Linked DNA regions of Pan troglodytes: regions 2, 3, 4 and 5 are each linked to region 1. A link is a contact called in public HiChIP or PLAC-seq data. All regions are on one chromosome and are shown on one strand. The core of a region is the stretch at or near the end of the contact, and the rest is flanking DNA. Distances in the headings are between cores, read along the strand shown.

The links. HiChIP or PLAC-seq counts read pairs in DNA pulled down with a chosen protein or histone mark.
Region 2: an H3K4me3 HiChIP or PLAC-seq map of stem cell-derived excitatory neurons shows a contact between it and region 1, with 6 times the contacts expected there. The contact joins the promoter of ELP5 here to the promoter of EIF4A1 in region 1. A contact is called at or near these places in 1 of 7 Hi-C or Micro-C datasets (stem cell-derived neural progenitor cells) and 1 of 1 datasets of contacts at active chromatin or transcription factors (stem cell-derived excitatory neurons).
Region 3: an H3K4me3 HiChIP or PLAC-seq map of stem cell-derived excitatory neurons shows a contact between it and region 1, with 2.6 times the contacts expected there. The contact joins the promoter of DLG4 here to the promoter of EIF4A1 in region 1. A contact is called at or near these places in 1 of 7 Hi-C or Micro-C datasets (stem cell-derived neural progenitor cells) and 1 of 1 datasets of contacts at active chromatin or transcription factors (stem cell-derived excitatory neurons).
Region 4: a contact with region 1 is called in an H3K4me3 HiChIP or PLAC-seq map of stem cell-derived excitatory neurons, with 4 times the contacts expected there. The contact joins the promoter of DVL2 here to the promoter of EIF4A1 in region 1. A contact is called at or near these places in 1 of 7 Hi-C or Micro-C datasets (stem cell-derived neural progenitor cells) and 1 of 1 datasets of contacts at active chromatin or transcription factors (stem cell-derived excitatory neurons).
Region 5: an H3K4me3 HiChIP or PLAC-seq map of stem cell-derived excitatory neurons shows a contact between it and region 1, with 4 times the contacts expected there. The contact joins the promoter of SLC2A4 here to the promoter of EIF4A1 in region 1. A contact is called at or near these places in 1 of 7 Hi-C or Micro-C datasets (stem cell-derived neural progenitor cells) and 1 of 1 datasets of contacts at active chromatin or transcription factors (stem cell-derived excitatory neurons).

Annotation. Positions count from the first base shown.
Region 1 is chr19:18,083,713-18,086,412 of NHGRI_mPanTro3-v2.0_pri, forward strand. EIF4A1 (eukaryotic translation initiation factor 4A1) reads left to right here and starts at 1,281. Exons shown (of 11, transcript NM_001098575.1): 1 at 1,281-1,317. The coding sequence starts at 1,295. SENP3 (SUMO specific peptidase 3) reads left to right here. Exons shown (of 11, transcript NM_001205128.4): 11 at 1-417.
Region 2 is chr19:17,760,385-17,763,084 of NHGRI_mPanTro3-v2.0_pri, forward strand. ELP5 (elongator acetyltransferase complex subunit 5) reads left to right here and starts at 1,277. Exons shown (of 9, transcript XM_016931417.4): 1 at 1,277-1,635; 2 at 1,980-2,150; 3 at 2,326-2,386; 4 at 2,474-2,554. The coding sequence starts at 2,057. CTDNEP1 (CTD nuclear envelope phosphatase 1) reads right to left here and starts at 1,185. Exons shown (of 9, transcript XM_016931418.4): 1 at 748-1,185. The coding sequence starts at 849.
Region 3 is chr19:17,727,578-17,730,277 of NHGRI_mPanTro3-v2.0_pri, forward strand. It overlaps DLG4 (discs large MAGUK scaffold protein 4), which reads right to left and starts at 1,344. Exons shown (of 21, transcript XR_010153192.1): 1 at 1,256-1,344; 2 at 969-1,067; 3 at 669-709. ACADVL (acyl-CoA dehydrogenase very long chain) reads left to right here and starts at 2,271. Exons shown (of 20, transcript XM_016931411.3): 1 at 2,271-2,496; 2 at 2,572-2,647. The coding sequence starts at 2,435.
Region 4 is chr19:17,743,792-17,746,491 of NHGRI_mPanTro3-v2.0_pri, forward strand. DVL2 (dishevelled segment polarity protein 2) reads right to left here and starts at 1,263. Exons shown (of 15, transcript XM_009431731.4): 1 at 306-1,263. The coding sequence starts at 499. It overlaps PHF23 (PHD finger protein 23), which reads right to left. Exons shown (of 5, transcript XM_016931415.3): 4 at 2,167-2,700; 5 at 1,275-2,077. The coding sequence ends at 1,863.
Region 5 is chr19:17,791,154-17,793,853 of NHGRI_mPanTro3-v2.0_pri, forward strand. It overlaps SLC2A4 (solute carrier family 2 member 4), which reads left to right and starts at 1,350. Exons shown (of 11, transcript XM_024350204.3): 1 at 1,350-1,663. The coding sequence starts at 1,631.

The sequences.
Region 1 (2,700 bases), core at 31-2,530:
CCCCAAGCCCATAAATGGGAAGGGAGACATGGGAGTCCCTTCCCAAGAAACTCCAGTTCCTTTCCTCTCTTGCCTCTTCCCACTCACTTCCCTTTGGTTTTTCATATTTAAATGTTTCAATTTCTGTATTTTTTTTTCTTTGAGAGAATACTTGTTGATTTCTGATGTGCAGGGGGTGGCTACAGAAAAGCCCCTTTCTTCCTCTGTTTGCAGGGGAGTGTGGCCCTGTGGCCTGGGTGGAGCAGTCATCCTCCCCCTTCCCTGTGCAGGGAGCAGGAAATCAGTGCTGGGGGTGGTGGGCGGACAATAGGATCACTGCCTGCCAGATCTTCAAACTTTTTTTTTTATATATATATATATATATATAAATGCCACGGTCCTGCTCTGGTCAATAAAGGATCCTTTGTTGATACGTAAGTGGTGGTCTTCCTTAAGGGGCTTCAAATTAGTGGATATGCTTAGCTCAGACCTTCCAGCCAGGCTCTTGAGACTAAAGGGTTCAGCTTTCCATCCCTGGCTCAGGCACTGCCAACACCTTGTCTTCACCCAAACAAGTCCCCCAGATGGGAGCAGAGAGCAGGAAGGAGGGAAAGTAGATAAGCCTCAAGAATAAGGGCATCCGAGAGGGAAGCTGGGGAACTGGACACAAGGGACTGGGGAGGGGACCAACCAGGATTCATGATAGTACCCCAAAGCCCTTTACAGTTTTCTTCCATCCCTCCACCATCCAGCCAGGGGAATCCTCCCATCCCTACGATATCGCTGTTGATTCCTTCATCCCTGGCACACGTCCAGGCAGTGTCGAATCCATCTCTGCTACAGGGGAAAACAAGTAACAAATAATTTGAGTCCAGTGGAAACCTGGAGCAGAAGTAAAGGGAAGTGATAACCCCCAGAGCCCGGAAGCCTCTGGAGGCTGAGACCTCGCCCCCCTTGCGTGATAGGGCCTACGGAGCCACATGACCAAGGCACTGTCGCCTCCGCACGTGTGAGAGTGCAGGGCCCCAAGATGGCTGCCAGGCCTCGAGGCCTGACTCCTCTATGTCACTTCCGTACCGGCGAGAAAGGCGGGCCCTCCAGCCAATGAGGCTGCGGGGCGGGCCTTCACCTTGATAGGCACTCGAGTTATCCAATGGTGCCTGCGGGCCGGAGCGACTAGGAACTAACGTCGTGCCGAGTTGCTGAGCGCCGGCAGGCGGGGCCGGGGCGGCCAAACCAATGCGATGGCCGGGGCGGAGTCGGGCGCTCTATAAGTTGTCGATAGGCGGGCACTCCGCCCTAGTTTCTAAGGATCATGTCTGCGAGCCAGGATTCCCGGTAAGAAAGGCATTTGCAAGAGATTGTGGCTGCTTATTTTGCCGCCCCCTTCCGACGGGCCCGCCGGGGGTAGCTGAGAGGCCCACCAGGGTTGCGGGAGAAACCGAGCCGGGTGGGGGGAGGGTCCGACCTGGAGGGGCGAGGGGGAAGATCCACGGCCGACGCGGCCACCAGGTCGAGGCGGAGGGCAGGGACAGCCCGGCTAGGGTCAGGCGTGCGAGGTCTGTTACGAGGCCTCGACCCGAGGCGGTGCCATGCGCGAAGCCCCGGCGCTGAGTGGCGAGACGGGGTCGCGACCTGGCGTGGGAAAGAAAGGTGGAGGCGGCCGCCACTATGTGTGGCCCAGAGCCGGCAGGTCCGGTTGCCTCCCTGTGCCGGGGGAGGGACGGCGCGCGGGGTTCCGGAGCATTCTGACGGTACCACTCGCGAGAGGCGGGGGTGCTTGGTCCTTAGATCCAGTCACTTCGTCGCGGCTAAAGCACGGGTCGGGGAGAAGAAACCGGCCGTTCAGTGTGCTGGTTTTCTTGACGGCCAGGACTGAGCCTAACCCCGAGGAGCGGCCGCGTGAGGCACCAGGAGCCCACCCGGCGCCGGGCGGGCGGGTCCATTTTGCCGCACAAGCCGGGCTATTGGCAAACTGCGGATGGGCAGGTCCACCTTCCTTCGGGGGTGAGCGGCCTGAGGTATGGGAGGGCGACGCTACTTCGCGACGGGGGCGGGCGGGATGTGGATTGTTCCATGGAGGGTTGGGAGACGCCGCCGGGTGGTCGAGGGAGCGAGCACATGGTGGCCTGAGGCGTTCCCCTCCCCCAGTCTGCTTCGCTTCTAAGTGTTGTGCAATCTCCCCCTTTGCTAGCTCGGCTTGGGCTCATTGTGCGCGAGGCCGCCACCGCCCGCGGCCTCCCACATCCGGGCAACGCGAGGGGGGGCTTCGGCTGGAGGGAGTGGGGGAGGGCGCGGGCGGGATGACGTGGGGGGAAGGGGATGTCCTACCCTCCGATCTGGGAGGTGAAGGGCGGGACTTCCAGCGCGCTGGTGCTGCGGTGGGAGGTGCACGCGCTTGGGCTTTAAGCGGCTGGGTCGGGCCCACGTGGACCCGGCGGCAAGCACCACCTCTGGGCACCGTGAGCGCGGCGGCACGCCTGCCAGCCTGTCTTCAGAAAGGGTCACCCCCTTATGTCGGGGGTGGCCTGGCCTGAGCCGCTGCCTGCATGGGGCAAATGCCTCAGTTTTATAGAAACTCCTCCTTTGGGTACTTTTTGGGAGCTGGTGGGAGTTGGATCTGGGAGAGCAGGTTGATGGCATCATGCAGGCCACTCCTGACAGAGCCCGGCTGTCAGGATTTCTGAGTGCTTCGGTCGGGCAGGGGACAAAACTTGTGCT
Region 2 (2,700 bases), core at 27-2,526, 320 kb before region 1:
CCCTCAGAATGCTAGGCTCTCCTGGAGAAGCAAACGTCCTCGTTTTCAAGCCCTACAACTGCCCAGCGCTGTCCTCTGACAGGGACACCCAAACTTCAATGGTGGGCACAGCACCCACCTTGAACTCCCTCCCACAATTAAAGAGGCCCATCGTAAAAGCATCTGCTTTAGTCTTCAATAAATCCAGATACCTACACTCACACTATGAAATAAATTTTCACAGCCTTTTTGAAGGAATTCTCTTAATGGGAACCGCAGGCGTTTCTCCTTCACATCCAGGGCTTTCCCAAGTTCCAGTCCTTGTTTGTAACGTATGCCCTCCCACCCACCTCCACCCTTGACACACAAGTCTGTCTCTTCCTTGTTATGGGACCAAACACACACCGAGGTTCCAAATAGGGTCTTTCCCAAGCCCCCATCCACAGATCCGGCTGTCATCAAACAGGTGTTCCCCGCCTCTTGGTTTCTTTAGCAACAACTCCAGCTTTCTTAAACAGCGCCCCACCCACCACCTTAGCCCCCAAGAGTTGCCAAATCCTGACCCATCTAGCTCCATCAAAACCCCCAAGGGCAAGGTTCTATTACAAGGGTCTCCCACCTCGCCCCGCTTAGGGTGCCCAATTCTCTGGCGAGAAAAGCCCCAGCCAGGATTCCCTTCCTAGGCCCAAACAGAGGCCCGACACTCCGAAAACCCCTGAGCACCACGGACAGACGTCCTCAACACCGCCAGCGCCCACCCTGGCTCACCGTGCGGATCTGCCTCCGCAAAAGGTAAATGAAGAAGCTCCAGAGCTTGGCGGCGAAGGCCACGAACGTGCGCAGCCCCAGCAGACACTGCGTCCGCATCATCCCGATGACCCCGGCACCGCCGGCCCCGGGGCCCCCGCGGCCCAGCTCCGCCAGCCCCCCGGGGGCAGCCCCCCGCCGCCGGGAGGGGGAACGGGGGCCCCGAGTGGCAGGAGAGGCTGCAGAGAGGGGCACGGAGCGGGCGGCTCAGAAAGCCACCCCTGGCGAGGGGAAAGCCCAGCGGAACAGGGAGCTGGGGGACTGGCGTGGGCAGCCCGCGGGGGCCCACATGGGCTGGGAGTGGCACCGACGGCTTCGGGGAGGTTGCGGGCCGAGACAGGTAGGGCTAGGATGGGGTCCTCGGAGACCAGGAGGGAAGGGGAAGGATAATTGGGGGAGGGGGCAGTGGGGGAGGGGGCTAGGGAAAAGGGAGGAAGGGAAAAGGGAGGGGGAGGGGGGGAAAGCGGAGAGTGGCCCGCTGCGCAGGCGCGCTAGGGGGCTGCCCGCAGGAACGGGGAGGGCGGGGGCAGCGGCGCGCAAAGGGCCGCGGCAGCGGAGAACGGGCGGGCAGAGCGAAGGAGCAGGGAAGGAGGGGGAGGGGGAGCCGGAGGGCGCGGAGCGCTGGGCCGGAGCGGCCTCCCCCTCCCCGAGCTCGGGGGTCCTTTAGCCGCTGGGGAGCGGGGCTGCAGCCTCTGCAGCTGGGTTTCCCACTCTGACAGGCGCCATTTTACCGTCCAAAGGACTCCCTCTTCCTGTCTTTCCCCCTCCTCTTCCCCTTTGACACTACTTCCGGTGGTGACGTGTATTCGCTTCACCGGGACTAAGTTCCTCCTGCGCGGTCTATGGGGGGTAGGTATAAGGAAAGCCAAAAGCACTCCAAACGAGGCTGCAGTATTGCGCACGCGCAGAAGGTGGCCGCGGGGCGGGGCCTGAGGCGAAGCAGGCCCCGCCTCAAGCTGCGTGGGCGGGGCGAGTGACGGCACTTGGCCCCGCGCTTAGGGCCCTCGCGGGGGGCTTGTGGGTCCTCCTCCCCCTCCCACTGACAACTGCCGTCACTGCTCTTCCCGCCCCGGTCACAGTGAAAATGTAGACGGGGTCGTTGTCCGCACGACTGTGCGCCAGGGCTCGGGGACGGGGGCCCTCCGCGTGAGCGCTCCCCTGGGAATATTGAACATAATCACCTCTCATTCCAGACTATGTTAGGTCTTAATGGTGGGAGGACGCCCGAGTCCTCCGCCCGTTTCACCCCGAGGGGGCGGGACACTGGGTCATGACGCCATCAGAGGGCGCCAGAGCAGGGACCGGACGCGAGTTGGAGATGTTGGACTCGCTGTTGGCCTTGGGCGGCCTGGTGCTGCTTCGGGGTGAGAGCCAGAGGCACGGTGTGGGGGGGGGGGGGGTGCGGTTCGGGCCTGGCTGAGGGGACGGAAGTGGGCAGGAAGGGCCAGGGGTCACAGGCTAGGTGTGGAAATCGCGACGGGTTCGCGAAGGCGGTAATCCCAGCGCTCTCATACTCTTTATCCGTCCCTCGCTCTGCAGATTCCGTGGAGTGGGAGGGGCGCAGTCTCTTGAAGGCGCTTGTCAAGAAATCTGCACTGTGGTGAGTATCCCACAGTGTCTCCCCGGCCTACCCTGGATAGGGCACCTGTGCCCACTCTTTGACAATCCCTTCTCATCTCTGCCTTAGTGGGGAGCAAGTGCATATCCTGGGCTGTGAAGTGAGCGAGGAAGAGTTTCGTGAAGGTTTTGACTCTGATATCAACAATCGGTAAGTACCAGTTGGAAGAGATTTGATTAAATTTGAGACCTATATTGCTAAGGAAATTTCTTTACAACAAGCGCAGAACCTGGTATGTAGTAGCAGTTCCTTAAATATTCATTGAAGAATTGGATATGGGTCTTTCAGGAGGCAAG
Region 3 (2,700 bases), core at 94-2,593, 360 kb before region 1:
GAAACGGCAGCGGCCGAGGGAGCCGTGGAGCCGAAGAGGGAAGGGGAGAGAGGAGGAGAGAGGAAGCAGGGGGAGGGAGGGAGGGAGCTAGGAGCCAGAATGGGGGGGGTGCCTTGGCAGAGTTAACTCCTTCTGTGCTGGCAGGAACCCGGATAACGGGAAAGGAGATAGAAGCAGAAGCACAGAGGCCCTGAGGCAAACATGGAGACCTGGCCAGCCACCAGCGATGACAGCAAAGACGATGAGGCTGGATTTCATTTCTTAGAGAAGGAAGCATCTATAGTTGGGCTGGGAGCACCCACGGTTATTTGAATACGGGAGGGAGGCCTCTCGGCAGGCGGTAGGGGGTCGGGTGTGAGGGAGGAGCTGAAGGAGGCAATCCCTGGGGGCCTAGTTCTCCCTCAGGTTTCTCAGGGGGAAACCTAAAAAGTTAAGCCCTAGACTCTTTAGTGCCTGAAACTGGGGCAGCCAAAGAAAACAAGGAAGAAAGGGAGAGTGGGTACAGGACCACAGAGAGTGCATTCTCGGTGCCCCAAGTCCCTGGGCCACCGACTCAGGCTTTTGTCAGCAGGGCCCCCAAGTTTCCAGGTAATATTAGCGATATTTGGCTCACCCCTCCAGCCCTGCCTGCCCCTCAGGAAGTTAGGCGCTCGCCCCCACCTCCTTACCTGACTCTCTGAGAGGGAAGCCTCATAATAGTCCAGGATGTCTGTCACAGGAACAGAACTGAGTTACCTCCCCACCCCAGGCCTCTCCAGGCACATCACCCCTGTCATCACCGCTGCTGGCTGGCTGGCAAGGGAGGAGCCCTTTCAGCCAAGGCTGGTCCACACTCATGGAGGACACCATAGGCAGGACCCTGCATGGTGCTCCAGCTTGGACCAAATGATCTCCGGGCTCCCAAACAGCCCCCGAAGTTCAGTAATGGCCCTTGGAGGCCCAGGTCCCTCAGAAAACGGGCTACTCACCCAGCAAGGCCTGGAAGAGGTCGCTATGCAGCACTGTGAGGAGGGGGGGTGCCCACCGCAGCAGTGGGGGTGCCAGGAGCCAGAGGGCTGACCTGGGAGCTAGTGAGATGCAAGAATTGGGACAGGGAAGACGCCAACACAGGAAGATGAACACACTGTCACTTCATCTCCCCAGACTGTGCCCTTCACCCCAGCCCCTATGGAAAGATTTGGGGAGAAGGATCTCCGAGCCCCAGCCCCCCACTTCGCTCCCAGACCTCCCCTCCACAAGGAGCCCTGTTTTTCACCTCTTGGTCTCTGGGACATCTCTCTCTTCTCTCACTTTAATCTCCCTAATCCTCCAGGATTGGAGTTGAGCTGCTTCTCCCCACTAAATTCCAGCTGTGAGTAAAGTAGGCCGTCTCTGAGCCGACCAGCTGTCCCATTCCCCCAGGTCCCAAGGCACCAGCGCCGCCACCATCTTGCTCCACACACCCTGGCCCCCTCTTCCCATAGGCAGGCAGAACCTAGCCACACTCTCCTGAGAAGCCAGCAAAGAGGGCCTCCTCACAGAGGGCTCCAGCAGCTCAAAAAGAAGCTGAGCCCAGCTCTCTCTCCTCCTGGGCCTCCTCTCACCCCAATGAGAATTGCAGAAAGAGGGGTAGAAATTGTTTGGGACTTCCTGACCTAGGGCTAGAGAAGTTGGGGTTTTACGGGTAAGAGGCAGGAGAATTCCTGCAGTTCCTCTCAGGCCCGGGAGGAATCCATCTGCCTGGGCACATGGTCTCTGGAAGGAACAGAGGGCAGAGACAGAAGGGAATGTTCAGGAAGGTCTCAGAGGCTTTATTAAGGGAGGGGCAGTGAATCTGGGGGGGGTCTTCCTACTGTGAAACTGTAGCTGTTCCAAGAGTTAGTGAAATGGCCTACATCTCAGAAGAATACACTTAGGGTACTCACACCCTAGCTTGGGTGCCCCCCACCACTGTACCCTCCCTTTTGTGTTGGCCGAGATAGATTTCATCAGGAACCCTAGAGTCTGTCTTTCCATGTCTCTACCTCTGCCATCTACCTTACACTTCTCTTTCCCTACTTTTCCCTTCTAACCCCACCGGAGAAGCCCTCCCTTCAGTCCACCTCCATCCCTCTGGCTGCAGTGACTTAAGCCCCTTCCTCTTCTGTCCCATCCTATCCCATCACCCCGTCGGAGGTCTAGACTCTAGGTCGGACGGGCAGGATTAAGGAGTTTGGAGGAGACGAGGGACGCTTGGAGATCCCTCTAAGTCAGCGGAACGCAGGGCCGGGCTCCAGGGAACTACAGCTCCCAGCATGCCCCGGGGCCCGCAACCGTCCGCCGCCCGGTGCACTGTGGACGATGAGTCAGGGCTAGGGGCGCCAGGACTTGGGCGTGCAGGACGCCAGGACTTGGGCGTGCAGGACGCCAGAGCTGGGTCAGAACTCGAGCCAGCGGCGCCCGGAGAGATTCGGAGATGCAGGCGGCTCGGATGGCCGCGAGCTTGGGGCGGCAGCTGCTGAGGCTCGGGGGCGGAAGGTCTGTGTGTGACAAGAGGGACGGTGGGCAGCGGCCCTGGGCACCGGGCCGGGACTGAACCCCCACTCCCCACAGCTCGCGGCTCACGGCGCTCCTGGGGCAGCCCCGGCCCGGCCCTGCCCGGCGGCCCTATGCCGGGGGTGCCGCTCAGGTAAGTCACCGCAGCCTTGGCAAGGGGGTGTGGGAGCGGTGGTCCGCTTCGGC
Region 4 (2,700 bases), core at 13-2,512, 340 kb before region 1:
CAATGGATCAATTTACTCAGTACAGACTAGAATACTCCAAAATAAACCAGTATGCCCCCACCTATTCCAGTAAAGCCTAATCTTGTCTAATCTGGTTTAGGATATCCTAGTCTGTCCGTGTGCCTCAATCTATCCAAGCATAACCTTGTCCATCCTGGGATAGTCAACCTACCTCAGCATAGTACAATCTGCTCCACCATAGGCCAGAAAATCCCAGTGTGGCCCAAAGTAGATGTGTGCCCCTCCATGTCGCCCAATCCACTCTAGCAAAGCCCCCGCCGGTCCTATCTAGGCCTTGCGCTCACCCGAAATCCTGATCCATAGACTTGAAAAAGTACTTGGCGCCCGCGGGCCGCTGCAGGACGCTCTTGAAATCGCCGAGGGTGATGCGCTCGGCGGGGACAGGGATCTTCACCAGGTAGGGAGTCTCTTCCTCATCCAGGTGGTAAATCACCTTCGTCTCCCCAACCCCACCGCCCCCAGTGCTGCTACCCGCCATGGTCTCGCCCGCGCGCTCCCGGGCTCCACCGCCCACCCAAGGGGCTAATGGCCCCTGCCGCGCCTGCGCACACCCGCAAACCGACGCGCGAGCGCGGACAGGACTGACCCAGTACGGGAGAGAAGCAAAGGGAAAAAAGCACGGATCTGCGAGGGTGGCGGCGGGGGGCGGGCCGCGGGGTGCGACTCAAAGCCCCGGTCTCAGCGGCCGCCGCGCGCCACCGCCACCGACGCCGCGAGCGTCCGCCAGGTCCCCGCCCACCTCTCCTCATGTCACGTGACTTAAAGGCGCCCACCCCGCGCTCCTCAGCCGCCCTCCGTCACGTGATCCCATCCCAATCACGTGACCGCCTGACTCCGCCTAGTGCCCCCGCCACATGATCGCTGCCTTCAGCAACGGTCTCCCAGCCCCCAAACGTGTACCCAAGCCGAGGTCCTCTGAGCACCCAGGCTAAGCTGGCCTGTGCCTTCAGGAAGCGGACCATCGGCTCCCACCTCGCTTTACCCCACCCACGATGGAGCACGAAGCAACTCTGACCCGCAGGAGTGCGCGTGCAGGGAGTGAAGGTGGGGACCGTGGGGGTTCCTAGACTCGAGTGGGGAGGGCCAAATACAATGAAAGCTCTAAGGTGGCTTACTTGTCTTGGGGTGGGAAAGGCCCAGTGCTGTGATATCTTCAGATTGGACTTTGAGAGGTGGGTTTCAGCCCCACCTCCAGCTGGTCTTCAGCCACCAAAGCCTCCCTCCCGAGCAGGACAGTGAGGGCTATAAACACAAAAGAGCCCACTCTGCTTTATTTACAACACGCAGGCTGTCTGTACAAACAGCGGCCAATATTATTAAAAACAAAAGAGGTGAGTGAGAATCGTCACCTTTCTGCTTTCCTTCCTCACTTGGCCAGGCTCTAGTACTCCACCTTTGAGCTGCCATGCCCAATAGGGGAAGTCCAAAATTAAAAATACAACCGGTGTAGAAGAAAATAAATGGGGAGTGAAATAGAAGAAAAGATGAGGGAGGGGAGTGCTAATATTTACACTAGAGTTTTATAGACAACTGTCCCATTCCATCCCAATTCCAATCCTGACCCAGAAAGTGATGGTGGCAGGTCCAAGAGACAGAGATTATGTGTCGGGACACAGACAGCCTCCCATCCCCAACCGTAATGGGTTCAATTTCAAGTCCACAGAGTGGGGAGGAAGGATAGGGTAGGAAAGTGAGACACTCATTTTCAAACAAGTCTCCCTTGGGAATTCCTGCCTTGAAGTGCAGACAGTATCCAAGCTCCAGGGGATAGGCTGAGGACCCTGAGGCTCAGTTCCCAAATCATGTTGTCATTTGGAAGTTCCAGGCTAAAGTTGGTGCCATCAGGGCTCTCCAGATTTGGGAGGCCCCCCTAACCGCCGGGCCTCTGGCCTCAGTTCCTTGCATTTCTGGCAATAAAAGAAGTCGGGGACGTTGGTCTTCTTAATCTTAGCACAGGAGAGGTGGATCCACGTCCCACACAGGCTGCACTCAATCATGGGCCGCCCTGCAAAGGGCTTTCGACAGTAACATGTGATCAGATCCCATGAGTCATCACCTGGGGAAAAAAAGGTTTGTCTGGTATTCTGCCTGAGCTGTTGGATCCACAACACCCTCAAACCCCTCGCCCCAGCCCAAACCTCTCACCTGATTCTACCATGATGTCCTCGTCCATGACCCGCATCTCGCCTTCACTGGAGCTGGCATCTCCATCTTGGCTTGTTTCAGTGCTGCCCACCTCCTTGCTTTCACTGTCAGCAGGAGGGACTCCTTCAGGGTGCACTGTGGCAGGGGGCCTAGGAGCCTCAGGGGGTGTTGGCAGCACAGGGACTGGGGCTTCACCCCCTACCACTGTTGCCATCTCTTCTTCTTCTTCCTCTTCCTCTTCTTCCTCCTCCTCTTCAGAGTCTGTATCACTGGGGGGTGCCTGGGGAGGCCCAGGAGGTGGGAGTCTATCCCCCCGTTCTGCCTTTTTTAACTTCCGCTTCTTGCTCTTCTTGATTCGAGATCTCTTTTCCCCATCCCCAGGAGTTGGCCGAGGCCTCCGAAGCACCCCAAAGCCAGCCCCAGCTCCTGGCCCCAACTTTCGGTTCTTTCGGTCCTTCTTTCGAGGAGGATGGGAGAGGTCCCCCTGGGAAAGGGGCACGGGGGTAAGAGCGGCAGGGGGCCGGGAGGTATGTG
Region 5 (2,700 bases), core at 100-2,599, 290 kb before region 1:
GTCATAAAGGAAATAAGAGGAGCAGGAAGACCAGTGAGGGTGATGGTGATCTGGACTGAAGTGGCAGCCGCCACGGAGAATATCGGATGAATGCGAGAGAGTTTTGGAGGTTAAAGCACCAATGTTGGAAACTAACTGGATAAACGAGGAGAGCGGCGCAGGACAGGAGGAATCGAGCATGACTTCTACCATAGGGGTGACTGGGCGGGTAATTCATTGAAATAAGGAAGTTAGGAGGAGGAGCAGGTTTGGACATGCTGATCACTAGAGCTGCCACATCCGGGCGGTAACGAACACCTGGATCTGCAGCTCCAGAGAAGGGCCTGGGTTAGATGTCACTGAAGCCTTAGGGTGGCGGAAAGGCGAGAGATAGTGGGTTGAGATTCCAAGTGCAATCCACTGCGGCTCCTCGCTCTCCCTCCAGGTGGCAGCACAACCCTGCGCTTCCGAAGCCCGTTTTCTGAGCCAGACACTCGCCACGCTCTGGGTATTTCGGGTTCTCTCTCCCCACACGCCGACCCTAGGTCGCGCACTTTCTGCCTGGCAGAATTTGGCCGAGGATCCAAACCCGGAGCAGCCTCCAGAGAGCGTGTCGTTCACGCGGCCAGCATATGCTCAGAGACCTCAGAGGCTCAGAGACCTCAGGGCTGGTGGTGTGGTTGGTGTGACCACTTGTCCCTCGGACCGGCTCCAGGAACCAACCTGGGGAATGTGTGTAGGGGAAGGGCGGGATAGACAGTGCCCGGAGCAGGGAGGCACTGAAAGACAGGACCAAGCAGCCCGGCCACCAGACCCGTTGTGGGAACGGAATTTCCTGGCCCCCAGGGCCACACTCGCGTGGGAAGCATGTCGCGGACCCTTTAAGGCGTCATCTCCCTGTCTCTCCGCCCCCGCCTGGGACAGGCCGGGACGCCCGGGACCTGACATTTGGAGGCTCCCAACGTGGGAGCTAAAAATAGCAGCCCCGGGTTACTTTGGGGCATTGCTCCTCTCCCAACCCGCGCGCCGGCTCGCGAGCGGTCTCAGGCCGCTGGAGTTTCCCCGGGGCAAGTACACCTGGCCCGTCCTCTCCTCTCAGACCCCACTGTCCAGACCCGCAGAGTTTAAGATGCTTCTGCAGCCCGGGATCCTAGCTGGTGGGCGGAGTCCCAACACGTGGGTGGGCGGGGCCTTTTGTTCCAGGGACTCTTTTCTCAAAACTTCCCAGTCGGAGGCTGGCGGGAACCCGAGAGGCGTGTCTCGCCAGCCACGCGGAGGGGCGTGGCCTCACTGCCCCGCCCCACCAACTCCAGCCAAACTCTAAACCCCAGGCGGAGGGGGCGTGGCCTTCTGGGGTGTGCGGGCTCCTGGCCAATGGGTGCTGTGAAGGGCGTGGCCCGCGGGGGCAGGAGCGAGGTGGCGGGGGCTCCTCGCGTCTTTTCCCCCAGCCCCGCTCCACCAGATCCGCGGGAGCCCCACTGCTCTCTGGGTCCTTGGCTTGTGGCTGTGGGTCCCATCGGGCCCGCCCTCGCACGTCACTCCGGGACCCCCGCGGCCTCCGCAGGTTCTGCGCGCCAGGCCGGGGTCAGAGACTCCCGGATCGGTTCTTTCATCTTCGCCGCCCCTGCGCGTCCAGCTCTTCTAAGACGAGATGCCGTCGGGCTTCCAACAGATAGGCTCCGAAGTAGGATTCATCATGAGGGGGCGGGGCGGGGGGGCACGGGTCCCGCTTTTCTTGGGCTGGGGTCGCGGTTGGGGTCAGCTGGGGGTGGTTCCTGCGCAGGCGCAGGGGGTGAAGGTAGGGGGCTGGCTATTTATACCCGGCCTGGACAACTCGTGACTGTGAGATTCCAATTCTACCAAAAGGCAGAGCGGGTCTGGAGGGCCTTTCGGGGCACAGGCAGCAAGTGGATTCTGCGAGCCAGGGTTCACCCCCTTGCCTAGTAGGCGGCGCGGCGCTCCGGAATCGGGGACACCCTGCCCTCGATCCGACTCGGGAAAGCAGATCCAGGCGGGTCTTGCCCTCCGGGAGCTGTCCGTCCGTCTTCGCTCACGGGCAGTGTTTCGAGGACCGGAGGCTCTCCGTGGGCCCCCACCCCCACTCCTGGCCGCCCTCCAGGACGCTGAACTTTCCCTTGGCCCCATGGTTGGTGGAGGGGCAGAGGGGACTGTCAGCCCCCCCTCCCCCAGCTCAGGTTTCCGCTTGGAGACATTCTGTGCCGCCAGCGAGCGGCCACCACTGCCACCGCCCCTCACACCACCTTCCTGCCCTCCTCCCCTGGGCATGGCTCTCCCAGGCAGAACCCCTGGACCGCCCTCCCTGCACGGAGGTTAGAGGGGGAGGGCAGGCCACGACGTAGATAGAGAAGGCCACCCCTAGATGACCGGGATGTCCTTTCTGGAACAGCACTTCTTGGTCCTGTTGGGGGCCTCCTGGAGCTGGCTGACAGAACCCCCAGAGGGGAGGGAAGAGGACAGTGGCTGATGATAATAATGCACGTGTTAATTTATGAAACCAGCACTGTCAAGGATATTGTTAACATGTGATGTTGATTTTCACAACACTCTCACAGATAGGTAGGCAAGGCAGGCAACATCACCCCCATCTCACAGAGGACACTCAGGTTCGGGGCAGGGAAGTGACTTGGCCAAGGTCACACAAATCTGAGCTCTTAAGGCCAAGCCTGTCTCAAGGTCACAGAAGAATTTTGAGACAAGTTC